3 separate regions of the Bicyclus anynana genome follow, and regions 1 and 2 are each linked to region 3. Evidence: chromatin contacts called from public Hi-C data. All regions are on one chromosome and are shown on one strand. Each heading gives the region's core, a stretch centred on a gene start, on an enhancer-like site or on the middle of the called end of the contact. The rest is flanking DNA. Distances are from core to core; before and after follow the strand shown.

Region 1 (4,055 bases), core at 626-3,125, 82 kb before region 3:
GTTGCAGCAGCAGTGCACTGCTTAGTATCAATTTATAAGGAGCACAAAGCAAAAGTGGTCGCTCCCATCTATCTATATCGTTATGTGGGCCCCATATTAAAGAACGCACAATGTGTCATTACTCAAAGACGTGCACGCACATCATGACTTAGTATGCAACAAGCGCATGCTGTGACTTAAAACATATTTTACTGTGTTTTTCTTGTTTAATCAAGGGATTAAACAAGAAAATCCCTTGTTTAATCCCAACAAACAATTAAACAATTGTTTAATTGTTTGTTGTTTAATTCTGTGTCTTAATTATGTCACAGAGACACACATAATTAAGGAATTATGTGTGTCTCTGTGATCATTTTGGAAGCATTTGCGAAACCAGTGACAATTCGGCGACGCTTCGGAGCCCATCTAACGATCTACGATCGATGGTCGCGCGACGCGGTCTCGGGCTTTGTTTAGTGCTCCATATAAACTCATACTAAGCAGTTGGTCGCGCGGTCGCCAAGAATGGAAGACTACCTTCGGAGATCTAATACTGCAGTGGTTGAAGAGTCACATTGTGATATTGATTTATTATTTAATTATTTTGTTTTTAACAAGCTTATTTCAAAAATAGTTTAAGTTAGTAATATGTATGTACGCTACATTTTAAAATGTACAAATATATTTGAAATCTTAAATGTGAAGAGCTTTTTTTTTGTCAAACCATATAGCTAGGTACATTTACAGTCTAGTTATTATCATGATGTCAAGTGCTTCGCCATAGTGCAGGCGCTACAGGAAGGCGAGTGTCATCATCATCATTATCAACCCATATTCGGCTCACTGATGAGCTCGAGTCTCCTCTCAGAATGAGAGGGATTAGGCAAATAGTCATAGCTGGGCATTAACTCGTTAATCCGTTAATCGTTAATTAACGAAGTTAACATTTTGATTAACGGATTAACTTTTAAGTTAACTTTTAAAAATGTTAACGGACCCGTTAACTTCCGTTAATGTGCAGAAGTCCGTTAATCGTTAATCCAATGCTTACTATTTACCGCGCGACGTGATTAACAGGTTTAGACAAGTAAGAAATTATGAAAGATTTTTTTTCAAAGAAATCAACAAATTACTATATTTATGTTAAAATTATAGAAAAAATCAACTAAAAACAAATTATGTCACTTTTCCCCAGTGCTCACCTTTATTTTTGCAATGGGGATCTCACACAATGATATAAAAATGCAATATTAACCAGTCATATTAACGGATTAACGATTAACGTTAACTTGCGTTAATTCTTCCGACATGTAACGCTTTAACGTTTAACGAAGCTAACCGTTTTTGTAGCGGACTAACGATTAACGAAGTTAACTATTTGATTAACGGTGCCCAGCTATGCAAATAGTCCACGCTGGTCCAATGGGATAAGCAGACTTCACACACGCAGAGAATTAAAAAAAATCTCTGGTTTCCTCACGATGCTTTTTCTTCACCGTTTGAGACACGTGATATTTAATTTGACACACAATTGAAAACTTGGAGGTGCCCCGGACAGGATTCGAACCCTTACCCTCCGTATTCGGCGGCAGAGGTCTTGTCCACTGGGCTATCGTGGCTCAAAGATGATAAGTGTGCAATGTGCTATGAGGACCACATATAAAGGCTATGCAGCCTAAACCCTGTAAATTGGTTGATTTGTAAAAATAAATTTAAAGAAAATAACTATTTAATATTAAGCTTTATTTATCTTACCTTGTAATATTATGTTTTCCTGTGATGTAGATTGTTTGTAGAGTAGATGTTAACCATCAGCTGAGAATAGGGTACAGAGCCATCTATTGTGATTACCGTGAACTAGGTTGCCTGATTCGTGTGTACTGCGCTGACTGTGGAGTCGTTTTATGGTATCTGCTGAAACTTGTCACTGATTTTATTGTACAAAAAGGTTTTTTATTGAGATGGTAGATGTCACTAGTTGTAACCATTTTGACCAAATTAGAAAATTTCTTTTCATATTCATATCATTTTTGACCACTTATACTAATGCCAGGTTTTTTACACACGTAGATTAATATCTACTTTCTATAGGTATGTACCTAATAAAGCCAAATACGATGTGGAATGTTTATCAACAAACCTCAACACAACAAACACAAACAAACAAATTAAAATTTAAAATTTATGGTAGGTAGGTACCTATAAATTGCTACCTAGTGTTTTTACACCTAATAATAATTTTAATTAACTTGTTCCTAAATTAATGATCGAACAATTAGATTTAACTACAAATTTTAGCACACTCAGGAGTGATTACAAAAATAAGAAAACTAATGTCGAGCAAAGAGATCCTAGAATGGCAGAGAATGACCTTGAGTGAAGTCACGCACTTGTTAACGTTGTGTGTAGGGTTAAAGGCGCCTTTGACTGTTAACAAACACTGCCCTTTTCTACTCAATTTGGTTGTCTCCCACAACAAAGAATGACACAACAAGAGATGTGGACGGCTCGAACGCCACGAGCACACTGAAGCCGTCCGTACCGCAAGTCGTTGCAACGCGGCGATAACACAAACTATTCATACTAAGTTTAATATTTTTTTTATTAATTAAGTATGTAAGTACGAAATGGCAGGCGTTTTCAACCCTCAGTTTAATTTAAACATCGATTTAGGCTTTAGTAGGTAAGGAAGTATAGACTGGCAATAAATACTAGATAGTAGGTATAGGCATATTGGATCGATCGACTCAAATCCTCAAAGGTTTTGTATTGTTCTAGTTGATGAATAATTCTGATTGACCTAACAGAGACAATAAATTAAATTGACTTCGAGATTACTAGTTACTTACCTGCCTAGACCTACATACTAGCTACTTACCTCGCTAGACAAACTTTGTGCTTTGTATGGGTAAAGATTACCACGCAATTTTTACGTTTAGGTGCGTTTAGTTCCGAATGTCTGAGTACAATATCACTCGTGTGTCCATCTGTCACAGTCTATTTTCTGGGAATCTATAGGTAAGGAACTAACCAACCAACCAAACTACATACCTACCTACTTATGTTTTCTGTGTCCAAACGCAAACGCAAAGGTATGACGTGAATAGACGAACTCACACGACAATGCGTACGGCAATTATTTTTTTATTGTCCATCTTGCCCCCTCGGGTAGGTAAGCTAGATTTTTAGAGACTTCAAAAATTATAAAAGGAGTCGATTTTACCTTATCTAAAGGTACCTAATCCAGATTTTAACCAATTCCATTCTAGGCAGGTATTTATATAAATTATTGTACCTACATTGGTGCGGGTTTATAATATTGCCTACCTAGGTAGGTGTAGGTAATTAAGATAATCCTGAAGGATTTAGTGACCACATTTCATTCTTTGTGTCATCCATCACACTCCAGGTATTCACTCATTACTTGCGACGACCTTGGGCACATGGCATTACAACCAACCCTGCCTATAGTTATATCTCTGCACGTACCTAAGTACCTACTTAAGTATTAAAAATATAATCTAGTTACATTATAAATGTCCATAGCCTAGTTTTATAATTTCAGTTCACTTGTAAAACTTAAAAATGTAGGAACAATGCACCGCATGACCTAGCTCAGGAAACTGCGAACTTAACACAGAAAATAAATTTAGTCAAGCCTATATTACGTAAGTAGCAGAATAAGTTGAATAAAAAACCATCTAGAATCTACATTATTAGGTAGGTATCTATTTTAAACCTTCAACAAAAATAAAAAAAAATGACAAAATTTTATTGAACAAAAATAATCTAACATAAATAGTTCCCGGTCAGTCGATCAGGCTCATCACTGAGAGATTATAAGTTCGATTCTTGCCCGTTGTGACTATTGTCGTACCCACTACTAAATCCTAACACAGTTTTCGACTAATTGGAGGGGAAAAAAAGGAACCGACGTTCTACGCATGATCCGCGTTTTGCCCGAATACTCAACCCAATTAAAAATATTGTAGGCAACATTACTATCAGATACGGGTAGGTACATAATATACCAACATAACCATATCGAGCCAACCTTGTCGGATCGAAAGAAACGA
Region 2 (4,123 bases), core at 804-3,303, 130 kb after region 3:
TCAAAACTGTGACGGACAAATGTGGAAAATTGACTTAATATTATTTAGTCGCTTATTAAACAACGAATGTTATATTAATAATTAATACCTAAATATTGTCTACAACGTCGAGTTGTGAGTTCAGGAAGTGTAAAAATTATATATATCTACATAAACATACAATGGAATCAAAGACAAAATTGTGCATGTGTGCGCTCAGAGTATAGCTAAACGGTTCACTTTTTGCGGTGATTTTGAAGGGACGTAACCTATCTATAGTATAAAATTATCATTGGCTATGCTTGAATGGCATTAAGACTTGCAACGCCATCTTGTTACTTTATTTTACAACATGCTCGTATACGAGATAGCGTTTGGGATGAAATGTTCACAATATTAGAGTATTTTGTAATAGTTTAAGATCAATCATATTAGAGTATTTTGTAATAGTCTAAGAGCCATTAGAAATGTATACCCTCATCTGTTACCTATTCAAAGACGTTCCGCCAAGCGATTTAGCATTCCGGTACGATGTCGTGTAGAAACCGAAAGGGGTGTGGATTTCCGTCCTACCCCTAACAAGTTAGCCTCCTTCCATCTTAGATTGCAACATCACTTACCATCAGGTGAGATTGTAGTCAAGGGCTAACTTGAAAAGAATAAAAAAAGGTCGTCTCGTTAAATTACGGTCAGACACTTTTTCATACAAAATCTAGCGTACTTATCGTAGTATATCGATGCGTCAAGGGCTCCCATTTCGGGGCATATAAAACAGCTTACGAATCCTGTGATTATACACCATCTATGTCTATCTATCTGTGTTATTAATCTGTGGTACCTTCCTTAAAAAGGAATCAGATAAATACTCGTACGAGGTAGGTAGGTATAGGTGGTTCAATCTAGTTCATTTTTATAATGTAACTGACTCATATTAGCTCGTAGCTAGTAATTAGATCGGATGTTTTTATACATTTTGTAATTAGCTACCGAAACAGTGAAAAATACTATTTCCATAATAAAACATCGCGTGTAAACAAAACACGAACGCGCTTTACTCGTACGAATATATGCGTGCTAAACATTGCATAATTTGCAGAGTCGATGACTGCTTTTGCATTGTTACATGCGTTACGAAATATGCAAGAAGTAACATCTTCATGAAGCTCGTAATAGTATGAAATAGATCACACTACCTCACAGTTATTCATTGTAGACTTATTGAACAGATGCGCAACTCGCAGTGAAATCGGAAGTTGCTAGATAGCCCTACCGCTCTTACAAAATAAAATGTTCTAAAAATGTCCTTTACATTGCGGACTATGACTTCAATAGACTCCTTTCAATCAACACAATCAACGTCTACACAATGTCTCTTATTTTGTGTGTGAACGTCAGAGCTAAATATAAATCAGCAAACGCTCGTGACTCCGCGTAAAATTCTGTTTTTCACAAATCCCGCAGGAACCATAGTTTTTTCCGTGAGCAAAATGTATGTTTTAATCTAGCTTTAGCTATCTATCGTTCAAATCGGCCAAATCAATTCAGTACACACAAACTTTCACCTCTATAATATTAAGTAAGCCTCAATAGCTCAGTGTTTAAGGAGCCGAATTTATCACCGAGAGCTAATGGTCGATCCTCGCCCGCTGGACTATTGTCAGACCCACTCCTAACAGTCATTTCCCGACTAATTGGACAGTCTCACTGACTGTAGACTATGCCAGTCCACTCCCTTATATTTCGCAACCAGGACTTCTTCCTTCTTCCTACTCCTCTTTTGCCTGCAATCTCTCAATATAATTATAAAGATAAAGAAGATTATCAGCATCATCATAATATCAGCAGATTGGCATCCACTGCAGGACATAGGCCTTGTAGAGACTTCCAAACATCACGATCCTGTGCCGCATGCATCCAGCGAATCCCTGTGACTATACGGGGTCGCCAACGTCCTTCGGCCATAAAGAAGACAATAAGTAAAACATTGGGAAAATTGTGTCCACAGAGCAGGGTGCGTAGTGCGCGCGCGATGGATGCGTGATCGGTCATCATGCGCCTCTTCCGCGGGCCGAAGCGCAGGGAAGTGACCGGGCCGCAGCCGCACCCGCAGCCGCACCCGCAGGCCGCGACGTCTCCGCGCGGAGACCTCGCCCCGCACCCCCCGCACTACACGCTCGTCACCGCGCTGCCCGCCATGGTCATGGAGGACGACGTCAACGACATGAAAAAAGGTAAACGTCACTATAGTCCCCCACATACACTCAATAATATTGTCAATACAGGCCTAGAGATGTACCACGAAAGTCAGTACAATTTTGTTTCATTACATATTAAGACTTAAGCAACCTGCTCAATTACAATGATATCATACATGTATATATGATAATCAACATAATGGAAGACAATAAACATCATTGTAGTAAGCAATTGTAGCAAAATTTAGCAAGTTTAACGTTTAAATGATTTTGTTTTATCGATTTAAACTTTAGACAAATTGAATTTCATACATCCATGGTTGGATCCAAAATATTGATATTGAAATATATCTGTTTATCGTTTCAGTGTTTGCTACGTGGGGTCGTCGCATGGGAAAAAAACTAGATATGTTGAAAAGAACAGAGACAAAAGAATCGCCCGAAGAAACAAACAAAAACGAAAATATTAACGACGATTCTTCGATAGTAATTACCGGACAGTATAAAAAGAAACAGAATTGGAAAATGGGAAGAAGCAGCTCCGATTCAATGTCCTTAAAAAAGGATAACGATAGTGATTCCATTAGAAGTGGATCAAGAGATAGATCTCCGAGCCCTTTTAAGACTTTTTTTCATAGAATGGGTTCTACTGGAATGCTGAATTCCTCTAAAACTCAGTCTCTACATACACCAAAATCACCTGATAAATATCCGTTGCCAAACGGACAATCTCTTTATCGCAGTTGTTCTACGTCACACTTATCGACTTACGTTAAAGCGGATGATCCATCTGATGATATTGATTTGCAAAATACTACCACGGAAAACAAAATATCTCCTTCTAAACAAAAACATTCTAACATTTTACCAGATGAAAACTTATTGAATACACCAACGAAAGCTGTAAGTTGTGATAACATACCAAACAAATTAGATGGACAGCAAAATACAGGAACTTGTAAAAAGCCAAATTTTCCTTACGCCTTCTTGCGATCTAAATTATCGGTTTTACCCGAAGAAAATAGTATGGCATCCCAGCATAGATCTGTATCAGTACGACAAAGTTTTTCAGAAAGAATAGATCGAAGATCTCCCAAATTTCGAAGAGAACGAATGTACTTACCTAATTCTCGATCTGAAGAGCGATACCAAAGCAGTGATAATATATCCGTCCACGAAGAAAATATACTTATGAGTGCGAGTTTAAGAAATAATTGTGATTTCACGAGAAGTTCAATGAGAAGCGTAAACGACCCCGATCTAAGTGTTTACAATTCTCGTTGTCTTGACGATGTGCCTCGTAGATCATCAATGATATCGCAAAAAGCGCCATTTGATTACGACCCAATGTTGTTACCCCGAAATAGGAATAGTTTACCAGTCTATGAATACAATTCAGTTCTGGGATCTGCACAGGATCTAAAAACTGAACTTGCATCTTCCAATCAAAGTATACATCTAGAAGTGCTACAAGCACATAGGCTAAGCAACTACGTTAGCTCTAATGAGTCTGGGTATGATAGCGATGGCAGACCGACGGATGAGCATAGTAATCATTCACCCCCAGGATATTCTTGTAATTCACAAGGTTTATGCAACAATAATGGAGAAACCAATCATAGTAATTTTCTACGGCAATTGAGTCTTAATCATAAAATAAATGTGAGTAGAGTTCATGTACCCGTTAGAAGAAGCTCTACCCCATGCGCTCTCTTTCCAGTTGAAAAAAATACATCCTATCAGTACGACAATCATAATGGGGATACAAATAAATATAAAAACAACGACACGAATCATCTAATCATGATAGACTATAATGACGCAAAACCTCCGCCATTGCCAAAGAAAACCATCAATAAAAAGACACCATATATTTACAAAACTATAACTTTAGACGAACGTGTACAAACGAGAAAAATAAAATTATTACAGTCACAATTAGTTCCCGT
Region 3 (4,550 bases), core at 2,020-4,519:
ATTATTATGCTTACGTTCATATAATAAAAAACTTTTCTAACTCCTTTTGAAATAAGAAGAATAGCATATTTATAAATTGTCAGCATAAATCTTATCATAATTATTAATGATTGTAAAGTGTGACTAAAAAAATAAATTAATATTTATGATTGGATTATCCGTTGAACGCTTGAAGTGAATCATTAAGAAAATTAATAGTGCCATTTATTAATAAAGTAATGTATAAATTGCACGCTGTAACTGATATCCTTATTTTTCAATTCAAGGTTAAATCTGTACCTGACTTAAATTCGTTTTTTTTTTTGTAAGCAAAGCACACTTTTTAGAGTAGATAATCCCAAAGATAAACTTAATTGACTACTCAGTAATCTCTTATATTATTTGTTTTAGAGTTCTTATAAGACTGTGCTGCGTTTTATAGGTGTATAATTAAAAATGAGTAATCTGATAAGTAGCAGTAGTACTTACTCGTATCATAGAGAGCACAATTTTAGACCATAGATTTTATGATAACGACAGATAGTTCAGAAACTACCTATAGGAGTAGATTTATAAGTGGCCTGATGTACTGTGTAACTTTTCTACGTAGACGGAGAAGTAAATAGACAGATAGAAAACATCTATCGCATTCCATTAAAACGAAGAGTTTTACGTGGACTCTGACTAAACGAGATTTGTTTCGTTTTTCGCGATTCGACATTTGTGTCATGCCGTTTTTTCACTCGTGCCGTTTTTTCAAAGTCGTATAAGGTAACAGGTTTTTACATTTATAAAAAAAAGAAATATACGTGTTCCAGACTCAACTAGTTGAAAATGTGATTTAGCATTATGTGTTGGAAATCTTTTGATATCTGCAGATCACTTTTTTGTCAATCACAATCAGTACTTCTCTGTCTATTTTTTCTAACGGGTTGATAGCCGTTTTATTATATACAAAACACAATTTCATAGCGCCAGTAAATTGGTCGCAAATTTTGTATGAAGACAAAACCCAGTTATAATATTAGCTGATTAGTTAGTTAACTGCTAACAGAACCTATTAATGTAAACGGTCGAATCTACAGTAATCTATTGTCGAAATACATTTTTAGAAAAACATTTAAAATGTATTATTATGTGTATGTATTATTTTATTTAAAATTATAATTACTCATTTACATATTTGTCGACTATTTACTTACGCACTTTTGAAAAATATGTCAATTTTGATATATTAAAAGTAGGCACGGTGCGACATCTATTATTTTTAATCTATGCCAATTTCTAAATAGTGTAGGTATAGGCTTGAAGTGATAAAATGCTAGAGCTTAGAGCTTATCGCAATATTGGTATAGGGTAGTATCATATTATATGGCAATATTATATCAACATAATAAACGGAACATTAAATATGTTGTGCTTAATTATTATTATTATCGGCAATATTATTGGCAATAAAACTCGTATAACGATAAATAGGTACTTATTCGAAAGTGCATGATAAGATAACATGGACAAACGTTTTGTTGAACCTGACCAAAAATATAAGAAACCTTGAAACTAGTATAAAAAATTAGGGCGCCACCAATCATTTATAGCAATCTGTGCTACATGTTAGTAGAATAAATTAGTTTCTTTTTCCATGGCATGGTTTTTATTTTTGGTCAGGCTGTTGTATCTATTGTACCTACTATCTACGATCTGATGAATGTGATAATAAAATAGCAAGTTAATAAAGAGTATACTTAAACCCATACAACATTTTTGCGGTAAAAAAATATGGTTGAGGCATAGGATCCTTTATGATAAATTAAAACATATTGATGTCAAACAAGATCGGTTGACTTTAACCTCCGAAGGACTCACGTTGGCGAATAACCCAGCAGGTTTACACTAGCGTAGGCATTTGTAGAACGAATTCATGCTTTGGGATCACACAGCGTTTTATTAATGACAGTGGTGCGTTTGCTATGCTCTAACCACTTAATCTTAAAAAGATTTTTAAGATTAAGTTACACATATATTAACGTCATGGGACCGTGGCATACTTTTTTTAATGACTTGTTCTCCTGATGCCTACGCTGAATAAACTAGAATTCAGAAAAATATCTTTGTCAAACCCACATAAAGCTAGTTAAAACAGATTTGTTTCGTAGTAGGTAGGGAAGGTAAGTCATAGGTTTATAGACACTGTTGTAAGTAAAACATGAAAATAGTTTTTAACGTACTTAGCTTATACCTTTAATTATTGTACATATCATTTATTATATATTTTAATGATGAAATTGTTTAAAAATCTTGAAAATTAAGTTTTGGTTTTATTTTTTCCTCCAAATGCATCCTTAGAACACATCGCCATCTTGTAAAGAATATTCAAAACCGCAATGAAATCGTTCTGGATACAAACTTTGGATCCAGAACTAGGATAGGTTTGGTAAACATCAATCGCTTTCTCAGCGCTATAATCCGAAAACAGTTAATTTTACAGAAAATCTGTAAGAGACAATATTTGTAGACAATTTTATGAGGAATAAATTTTATAATGACCTCTATTGACCTCTAATCGCGAAATATTTGCGAAAACTTAATTTTCGTGACCTCTTGACGTTTGTAACTTTTTTAGCCGACACGATTTTGATGTCGTGTCGTTTTCATATCTTTATAATAACACCGTAATAAAGGTATACCTATACAAAAATTCAGCTCAGTAGGAATTGTTTCCCAGATAGGAGTTAACAATGCCTAAAATTGCTGGATTAGGAGCACAATTTTCAGGAAAAGCCGCTCCGGATAAAATGACATCAGCTGAATTAATAAATTATTATCAGAAAAAAATATTTTTAGATTACGTACCTACCAATACAAATACCATGCAAAGCTCTATCACCCAGGTAGGTAGCTCTGTCACCTACCTACTTACTTTTACTAAACTACTAGGTACTAACTAAATTCGAAGTTGAGTTGTCTTTTGTGACCTTGTGGTTTATGAAGGCAAACAAATTGAAACTAATTTTATGTCTCGTCAAAATAATTCAAGGAATGTTTATAGGCATTTGTTAAGAAAATCTTAATATTATTTATTTGGAATTTAGTAGTAGTAATAACAATACAATGCACTCCTTTCTTAGAATAAGATTTATATAATAAACTAACTACACTCCTAGCGGCATCTATGGAGAGCTCGAGGAACGACTATGGCATGCATACTTTTACGGAACAAGCAGGAGTTTATGAACCTAGTACAGTCAAAGTATGCTAGATGTCACTACTGGTACTTTTTAGTGCTGGTTACTTAAAAAAAAAACACGATTTTTTCTCTCATCTAAATCTCAACATTGCTTTGTTCTCAGCTATACGTGTATAGCTAATCAATAAAGAATAACTTAATATTAAGTGATTGATCCTTCGTTGATCCAGTGGTGTTACTCTTTAACGTTACGATTTGGCTGAAATTTGAAATGGAAATGGATTTTACTCTGGATTAACACATAGGCTACTTTTCATCCCGGAAAATCCATGGTTCTCGAGGGAATTGTAAAAAAATAAATATCACGCGGACGAAGTCGCGGGCGCCCGCTAGTAATAAATAAATTTAAATTTAATATTTTTTGTTGCTATTTAGCATTTCAGGCTGCATAATATTTTGATATAAATAATCCACGACGTAAATAAATAAGGATTTAATGTTTCCCCTTTCATACCCAAAATAACAAGGAAATGCTTTTACGAGTCCCCAACACTGGCAGCTCTAACAATGAATTGTCATCTTGGGACTTATAACTTCAAGGGTAGGGAAATTTAATATTTACCCTACCTTCAAAACCTTCAAGTTTATTTTACACTGTAATAAACGGAAAACTTTTGTTATTCACAAACAACGTTATTAAAAATCTGTTCAAGTTATTTAAACGTCCTTTCTTACTTTCTTCGAAGAAATTTTCAGTTAAAATTCTCGGAGTTGGGAAGTTGGTGTTACACTCTCGTGCCTCGGAGAGCACGTTACCGTCGGTCCAGGTGATAGATTTTTACTATTAGATATGTCACTAGCTCGTTGAAACTGACATCTATGGAGATATATGTATATATGGAGATGAGACGAACAAATGTTGCTAATTGTCTTAATCACAAACAACGCGTTAAGATACGGAACCCTAGAAATACATCAGACGCGTTAAGATAAAAGATTATTTTATAAATTACAAAATTTTTCAAACTACAAAATCGTGTTACATGCTTATTTTCTATCTAGGCGTAATGACGCATGACGGGAAACTACGTCGATCCTGCGTGCCTCCAGGATATCAATCAAGGAGTGCCACGCTTGTGCGACGTACAAAAACCGTGCGTAATTGCTGCTATTATTAGAGCGTTAAATATAAATCTCTGTGTACGTGTATGGGTAAATGATTGGTTCGTTTTACTTGACCATAAACAACGATAAATCGAGAGCAATTTTTTTTTTGTACAAAAATTAAGCGTGTTATTGAATTTTTTTTCTTGTTAAATCTATTTTTATACATTCAAAATTTATAAAATACCATCATGATCATTGTCAACTGGACGCATTGCTG

Evidence for each region. Hi-C and Micro-C count contacts between places; a contact is called where the count stands out from the background.
Region 1: a contact with region 3 is called in a Hi-C map of whole larva, with 6 times the contacts expected there. The contact joins two enhancer-like sites. A contact is called at or near these places in 2 of 2 Hi-C or Micro-C datasets (whole body and whole larva).
Region 2: a Hi-C map of whole larva shows a contact between it and region 3, with 2.3 times the contacts expected there. The contact joins two enhancer-like sites. A contact is called at or near these places in 2 of 2 Hi-C or Micro-C datasets (whole body and whole larva).

The regions. Positions count from the first base shown.
Region 1 is chr1:7,910,746-7,914,800 of ilBicAnyn1.1, reverse strand. LOC112055723 reads left to right here. Exons shown (of 1, transcript XM_024095912.2): 1 at 1-683. Among protein-coding and RNA genes, the nearest start is that of LOC112055723, 5.9 kb to the left of the region's middle. Within about 2 kb of position 1,875, at least 7 of the 8 cell types and tissues checked have open chromatin away from gene starts, as enhancers often do.
Region 2 is chr1:7,701,316-7,705,438 of ilBicAnyn1.1, reverse strand. LOC112052882 reads left to right here. Exons shown (of 6, transcript XM_024092119.2): 3 at 1,985-2,210; 4 at 2,542-4,123. The coding sequence starts at 2,030. Among protein-coding and RNA genes, the nearest start is that of LOC112052882, 27 kb to the left of the region's middle. Within about 2 kb of position 2,053, at least 8 of the 8 cell types and tissues checked have open chromatin away from gene starts, as enhancers often do.
Region 3 is chr1:7,829,375-7,833,924 of ilBicAnyn1.1, reverse strand. LOC112052887 reads left to right here. Exons shown (of 6, transcript XM_052890667.1): 6 at 1-1,488. Among protein-coding and RNA genes, the nearest start is that of LOC112052887, 62 kb to the left of the region's middle. Within about 2 kb of position 3,269, at least 8 of the 8 cell types and tissues checked have open chromatin away from gene starts, as enhancers often do.